2 separate regions of the Bactrocera dorsalis genome follow, and region 2 is linked to region 1. The links are chromatin contacts, called in public Hi-C maps. All regions are on one chromosome and are shown on one strand. The core of a region is the stretch at or near the end of the contact, and the rest is flanking DNA. Distances in the headings are between cores, read along the strand shown.

What was found. Hi-C and Micro-C count contacts between places; a contact is called where the count stands out from the background.
Region 2: a contact with region 1 is called in a Hi-C map of whole body, with 7 times the contacts expected there. The contact joins the promoter of LOC105222400 here to the enhancer-like site in region 1. A contact is called at or near these places in 2 of 2 Hi-C or Micro-C datasets (both in whole body).

The regions. Positions count from the first base shown.
Region 1 is chr4:41,121,780-41,125,753 of ASM2337382v1, forward strand. LOC105222400 (plastin-3) reads right to left here. Exons shown (of 5, transcript XM_011199720.4): 2 at 359-1,469; 3 at 1-254. Among protein-coding and RNA genes, the nearest start is that of LOC105222401, 6.0 kb to the left of the region's middle. Within about 2 kb of position 1,717, the one cell type or tissue checked has open chromatin away from gene starts, as enhancers often do.
Region 2 is chr4:41,156,438-41,160,411 of ASM2337382v1, forward strand. It overlaps LOC105222400 (plastin-3), which reads right to left and starts at 2,168. Exons shown (of 5, transcript XM_011199720.4): 1 at 1,547-2,168. The coding sequence starts at 1,621. LOC105222399 (histone deacetylase complex subunit SAP30 homolog) reads left to right here and starts at 2,536. Exons shown (of 2, transcript XM_011199718.4): 1 at 2,536-3,302; 2 at 3,398-3,825. The coding sequence starts at 2,904. The coding sequence ends at 3,526. LOC105222397 (exosome complex component RRP45) reads right to left here. Exons shown (of 5, transcript XM_011199717.4): 5 at 3,922-3,974.

The sequences.
Region 1 (3,974 bases), core at 467-2,966:
GTTCAAATCTTGGCCGGCAATACCGACAAGCGAAAATTTAAGCTGCTTGCCTAAGTCCACAGCATAATTGCAATTTTCCAATTTTTCCATGAACTTGCGTAGGGGCGTGAAGCGTTTGTGCACACGCTGCCAATGCACAATACCTGGCTTGATGATGTCGAACAGCTGAAAGATGACCAAGCCGTCAGCAAGATCCGAATACAACCAGTTGACATGTGGTGCAACGCCCATTGAATTCATCCAGTTTCTGTAAGCTATTTAATAATAGTAAGATTAGTCGTTAATCATTTTACAAAACTTATTTTTAACTTTATAAAAAGTTAATGTCGATAACAACTCCAATTCGAACAATACTTACTTTTCTCTTCACGTGTTTCCTCGATCGACTCTAAGCCATCGATTTGTTCCGGCCTATCGAGTCCTGGATGATTGTTGAACAGGTTCGCAACGAAGGCCAAATTCAACTTGTAGACCCCATTGACAACGTCCTGCGGTGTCAAGAAGCTGCGACAGTTTAATTTGGCCGCCTGCTGCAACATAATCTCCGCGCGTGATGTCAGATCCGACTCGCGTAATGCCTCCAAATTGACATCGACATCGTTACCGGCAATCTGCTTCAGCAAATGTGAATAGATTTCTGAGTCTACAATGTCGGATTGGAAATTGGTGCAGCGACGTGAAATGCCAGCACGTTCCAAATGATGGTTGACCCAACGCAATAGTATGGCTTCCGGTGATAGCTTCATCAAATCTTCCAAACGTTCGTTGTCAAAGAGCAGACCCGCCAAGCCGGGACAGCTGTCGAGCGTGATGTGACTGAAGAGACCAATACGAATAATTTGCCACAACAAGCCCAAAACCAAATGTGGCTTGCCTTTGGCCAAATCGTGTGCGTCGATATTGACTATGTTGCAACCAATCGCTTGCGATGAAACTAGCGCCAGCGTCAAGTTTTCAAATTCGCGATAAACAGTTAAATTCTTCTTGTTGATGGCACGCTCATCGATCGTATCCGGGCAGGAATGATTGATAATCTTGCACAGTAAGATACCATCCTTAATTGCTTGGTACAGATGTTTGCCCTCGGCATCGATGGGTAGCAAATGCTTCAGATCTTGATCATAACCTAAATTCGAATTGATCCAATCGGAGAAGGCAAGTTGCTCTTCAAGACGCACTGAGTGCGTGGTGCCTTCGGACGATATGCTCGACATGCCACCCAACGTTTCGAGGTTCTCCTTTTTCGAGACGACGGTTTTGAAGGTGCTTGCCACATCTTTGGATTTGAGATCGAGGCAGAGATTTTCGAATTCCTCGATATTAAGTTTGCCCTGATGTGATGTGCGTTGCTTATTCTGAAATTCATCGATCATCTCGCGCACCTGGTAGCCAGGCAATTTGAAACCGACCTGATCCAAAGCGTCCTTCAACTCGCTCAAATCGATGAAGCCATCTTTGTTGGCATCGATCTATTAATGAGAAGTAAAAAAAAAATAAAATTAATTTCAGGAATACATACAAATATGCATACGTATAGTACATAAAAAATGCATAAGTGAATACTGAAGTAATAATTTGACAGCAAGGAAACGCGTTCAGCGGAATGGGCTATCCAAAACATGAATCAAAGCATTAAATGACATGACTCATACAGTTTAGCCCTCGAAATATTTAATTTACATGCTCGTGACGAATCGGCGTCGCGGCCAACATCAGCGCTGTCGTGCGATCACCTCCGGTTGCGGGTGATTTCAGCGCGCAATCGATTTTAAGCATTCGTATATGTAAGTATGTATATGTTTTCGTGTATTTATGCGCATAGGTCAGCTTCGGCAGCACGTAAATCACCCATTCGACATGTACATAAACAGCAACAACATTGCCAAGCAAATATAATAAAATTTAAATACAATAAACACCAAATTCGACGCAGCTGTGGCTGCGGCAGTGGAAGTTGACACCGACTTTAGCTCGGCTATGACTCGTATTTGAGGCGCGTAAAACCTGTTTGCTGGCCTTTGAGCTAGTCGGCAAGAAACAACCACAACCCACACACAACACTGCCGCAAAGCACCGCCGCTAGCCGGCATGGCTGATAATGACAATCACCCAGCAGTAGCGGTGACGCTGACGTCAGCGTTTTACAACTGCGCTAGTGTTCACAGCGACTGCGGCGGCGAAGCTTACTGCGCGGATGCGCAATAACGTTTGCTGCTTATGCGTTAACAGACACATGCTCACACATGCAAATGTACGTCCGCAATTTGCGTGTTTAATTGCTTTCCCGGCATACCAGACCAGTGCGCCACCACGCCACCATTTACTCACTTATTCACTTAAGTTATATGATTTGTTTACTCTTTTTTTAAGGAAGCCTGCCAACACTAAATAAGGGCAATGACAGGAATGTGGTGGTGCTACACTCCCAGTGAATTTGTGATTGACGACCTGGACGGAATTCCAACTGGAATTTACAGTTTGCAACTGTAAACAAAGGTGGCCATTGATTTCATTCGCCATTTGCCGTTGCTCACACATCGAAGGTTGCTGCTAATAATTATCATAATCAAATGAATCACAATATTCACCGCACCACATCCAAAGACCGAGTGTTTATGTATGTATGAATGTATATTTTATTTGCAAATGTACACATTGCATGTATGTACATACATACATATACATACATCTGTGACGACTAAAGTAAATAAGCGTGCGAGAAGCAGCAATTTGGGCGAATTCAAAATAATTGAATAATTTCGCGATGGTTTTGAATGAAATCTGAAAATTTTTCATGTGTCATATACATATGTATGTATATTTGAGTAACCAAGGTTCTAATACCGTAAAAATATGATTATATTCGATATTTCATAGAGCAAAAAGATTTTGACGAATTCAGTAGGAAAACAATGTTTTAAGGAGTTATACATGGGTTTACGTTTCAAAGTTTCAAAAAATCGATTTTTCATTATCTTAATAAATTCTACAACACTTCTAAAATATTATTCTAAATTTTTAAGTTGATGCGAGTAATAGTTTCGGAAATATAGCCTTGAGAACTAGTGCGGCGCTCGAAGCTAGCTGCTGGCTAAGTACGCCATCTTTAAACGTATTTTTCTCAAAACCGTGTTTTTGAAGTCGGTGGGCAAGATTTCTCAAGATCTACTCAACCGATCTTCTTGAAAATTTACTTAGGCCTTTGAGATACAATTGCTAAAGACTTGAATAAAGGATTTTTTTTTTTTCGATTAGAACTGTTTGAGAAAAAAAATGTTGCGAAATTTTCACTAAAAGTTTACATTTCTTGTAAAAATGTCTGCCAATGGTCCAATTTAGAGTTTTTTTCCTTCGTCCAAGTTCTAAATTAAAGTTTTAACTAAAACACGTATTTTTTAACTTTACATGATCCTGTAAGGAGTTATCCTGCCTACGCGGTCGCATTATTTTTTCGAGGGGTCACCGGAAGCGGCGCCGCAATGGTCGAGTTTAAAATATTTTTTCCAAAAATTTCAGAATTGTTTGTTAATAGTGTAAGATTTAATATAAAATATTTAATTTTTATATAAAAAAAAAATTGTTGAAAAGAGGCTGTTTTTTACTCAAGGAAACCCATGTAACCACTTAAAATAAGTGATTTTTTTCAGCCCAGGTCACATCTGATCAGTAATTACACTTAAAATAAATAATACAATTAAGGGTTTCACATAGTCTCATAAAGTTTTAAGTTATAGCGATCCGAAAACATAGCGTTCGGAGTTGTATTTGCGTAAACTTATTTTAATATGCAATCCAACAACAAATTTTTTTAACTAGTATAAAAATTTATGATTTTACGATGCTTTATGATAGATTGTGAGTACCCCAATATAATATAAAATTAACCCTTTGGTTAAAGGCGAGGCTAGGAAGGTATGTATGTGCGGACTTCACCTATTTTTGTTATTTTTGATACTAGAACAACATATCAGCCA
Region 2 (3,974 bases), core at 918-3,417, 35 kb after region 1:
GCTCAAGTAAAAATAAGGCATTAATGCTGTAGTTACATGTGTATGCATACTTGTGTGTATTTGTGTATATTGTACATACGGTCATACATACTATATACATACATACATATGTATGTAAACAAATGAATGACAATCGGTGCCTTCAACACTGCTCCCGCGCCTTTATAGGTTCGTCGTTGGCGATGCAATAAAATTTGCAGCTGTGCAGTAAATATGGAAAATGCAGTCAATAATGGAAATCATTGCAAATGTGTCTTTTTTTTTTGTATTTTTTTTTTTTTTGTGTGGAAGTTAATTGAATACGCTGATTTGAATATTACTGCATTAGTTGCCACAAATCATATTTCAAAAACTTCCAAGTGATTCAAATATTACGAGTACATAACTTTAATTTGATTTTGTTATGGAACTGATAGCATATACCTACATAGTAGTAGTTTCCTATGAAGCATCTGCATACATATAAATGTATCTTCTATGTAGCTACGCCATTGAACTTGACAACTCACATGCGATCCGATTGCAGCAGTACCATAGGCACATAATATGACATACATACGTACATATGTATGTTCATGCATTGCATGAATGTTATGCATAGCAACGTTATCCATCGCATTCGATAGCCAACACAGCTTAAGAAACATCAAATTGCGGAGGAAGAGCCACACTATGTGGGGTTCTCGAATACAGTAAAAGGCGTTGCCGGCAACGTGTAACAGAAGAGCACTGAGGGTTTTAATGCCACAATTTTGCGTTTGTGTTTCATTGTTACAACACAAATTGCACTTGAAAATAATCCAGTAGAAATATACAAAAAAAAACCGGCAATTCGACGTTTAGTCAGATTTGCTTTAAAAAAATATTTCCCCAATATTCGTCAAAATGTCGCCGCTTATATATGTACATATATAAGTACGTAGGACACCTAGAAGCTAGCAAGAATTCATTTATCAAAGCCACCCTTGTTGCGAATCTAGTTCCATCATGGGGGTGCAAAACTGCACTATTAATAATCCACTTTTGCGCTTTGAATATACTATAAATCATTTCTGTCTAAATTTACACTACTTTATTTCTATAAAGACACTCCTTTAAATCAGTCTGATTGTAATGCCCGCAGAAGGACTTTATATTCTATCCTGTATACACGTTGTACCTAAGCTCCACAGTTCAGCGGCGTTACGTCCCATCACTCATTAGGTGACCTCGCCCTCAGTTTGCGCATCAGTCGTCTGTTTTACCACTACCTCAACGCGACTGCAGTATGACTCATCAAGTGCGTCAACTTGAGATATGCCAATTTGGCGTAAATTTTTTTAAAACATAATTTTGTAACTTTATTCTGCTCATACAATAAGTAAAAAAAAACACCACTTGTGCAATTAATAATGTAGCGACTGCCACTAACGCGTCGACTTCGCTGTACAGACAACGTCAGCGTCGACCGCTTCACATTCTGCTAGCATTCCACAAACACATAACCAATCAACTATTCTATTCTGTGTGGGGGGTGCAGCAATGTTTTTTTGTATTGTTTACTTACTTCTGTAAATTTCTCCAAAATTTCTGCCTTTTCATCCGCCGACAAGGTTTTTGTGAATTTATTTAAAACCGACATTTTATGTGTTTTTGTTATTTGTTTATTAATTTTTTCGCGAACCAATTTTAATGTGGAATTCTTTGCACCAACGAGCTAAACTGCTTTTTTACTTTTTCCTACTTCTTCGCCGACGACAACGGCAACTGCGACAATAACAGCAACAGCGGCGTTTTCTTCCGCTATTTGGTGTATGTGTGTGTTCCTTCAGCCACTTTACAACTACACGGACAACACTCGCGACTTTCGGATTCTGGCTTTGTAATTCGCGATTTCTTTCACTTATTTCAGATTTAATATATTATATTTGTGCTTTCGTTGCAATTTTCCTCAACTTTTAGTTACTGCTGAAACACGCCGCAGCAATGCACATTCCCAATCACTTTAAATTCACTCAAAGAACACAAATAAAACAAATGCAACGTGTAAATGTAGTTATTTCTTTTTTCTTAATTATGCTATAGGGCGGGCGGGACAAGTATTTTATAATTCTCTAGCGTTGCTTTCCAATTCGATTTTGCGAACTAAAATGAAATTGACTACTCTGCTTCAACACTTGCGAAAGAATGTAAAGTGTAATCGGCGTTTAGTTTTCAGTTTCGTTTTGAGCAAGACTTTGAGTATACAGGGTTGATTCGAGGCTTCAATTCAGTGTTTACTTGTCTCTTTAAAAATAGTAAGATTTTTTTCAAAATCGACGGTTAATGATTATCATTATAATATAATTAGTATAATTCTAAAAATAATCTTACAATTCTATAAAAGTTTTAATTTTTAAATATATCAACACTGCATATTTTTCTGGCAATTTGCTTCTGAAAAGGGTGTGAACATTTCGTACAAGCCGACAGTTGACGTTTGTAAAAAATGTTGCGTTTTTCAACACTACATTTTTCGTATACGCTTTGTCACTTCTTTCTTTATTTTATTGTTTCCAATTGTAATTTTTATTCTTTTACATTCGTGATGTCTCTGTGTAAAGTTAATTCTACAAAAAAAATGTTTGTTTGTCCAGATTCAACTGCAAGCAAACTAAGCTAAGAAAAAACGAATAGTTAAGACAGTTCAGCAAGAAAAGAAAATATATAAAAAAGTCTACGTGACTTTCATGAAGAAAACGTTGAATGCGTTGCTGCGTATCCGAGGAGTGAGGTGTGAAAGTTTTGCTACTACGTAATTGTGGAATTGATTTACATGAAAATTACATTGTGTAAAAGCTTGAAAATTCAATAAATATCAAAACTCGTGAGGAAAATTTTAACTTTACAGAAAACTAGTTTGTTATTGTTAAGTAGCTGTTAACATGAATAACGGTGGGTTCAGTTCGGCAGACGAGGACTCTCGTGATGGCCACAGTACATGTTGCCTTATCGATGATGACGAACGTTGCCGCAATCCTGCTGGAAATGCCAGATATAGTAAACGTATACAAAAAACTGTGCAACAAAAACGTCTAAAACTGCGTAATGATCCCACTGCGGAACGCATTTACATCTGTGAATATCACAAATCGCAAATACAATCTGCACGCAGTAAACGCCGACGTAAGGAATCTGAGGAGGATAGCAATGAAACCGACAATGAAACACCAGATGTCGTTATGCCGGACCTCTATCAACTGCAAGTTAATACATTGCGACGATACAAACGTCACTATAAAGTGCAGACGAGACCTGGTATGAAGCGACAACAGTTAGCAGACGTAAGTGTATAGTTGTTGTATATGTGTTAATTCAAATATTTTCGACAATTCAAAGTTATAGTTTCAAAAATATAATTTTTTTTTCTAATTTTCAGACCATCATGAAGCATTTCAAAACGATACCGATCAAAGAGAAGGAAACCATCACATATTTCGTGTACATGGTTAAGTCGAATTCAAATAAGCTGGATCAAAAGAATGGCATTGGCAATGATACAACCTGATTGAAGCGCTGATAAGTCTTCAGCTTGTTAATTGGTTGCTATTACCCTACAACATATTTATTGCGCCAATGTCTGAAGCAAAAAGACCCAAAGCTTCTTAAGCTTCCTTATGTATATGTATTTAGTGCTAAGTGAATATTGCTTATATGGTGTAATCGTGTTCATGTTGACTTTAATTTGAAAAAGAAAAAAAAAAACAATGTGCAGTTATATTATGTATAGGTATGTTTATAGAAATGTAAAATAGCCAACTACACAACTCTGTTGAATAAAGTCATTGTTCGATTTTTGCAATACTATTTAAATAGTAGAAAACGTATATGTTAAGGGGTAAAGGTTGCGATGTGATAATATGAAATTTTCACACTGAACATCTGAAATTAATAAAGCTGGTGTTTTGTTTTGCATGCCTAGGCATATTTATTAAAATCAGTTCTTAATATTCTAA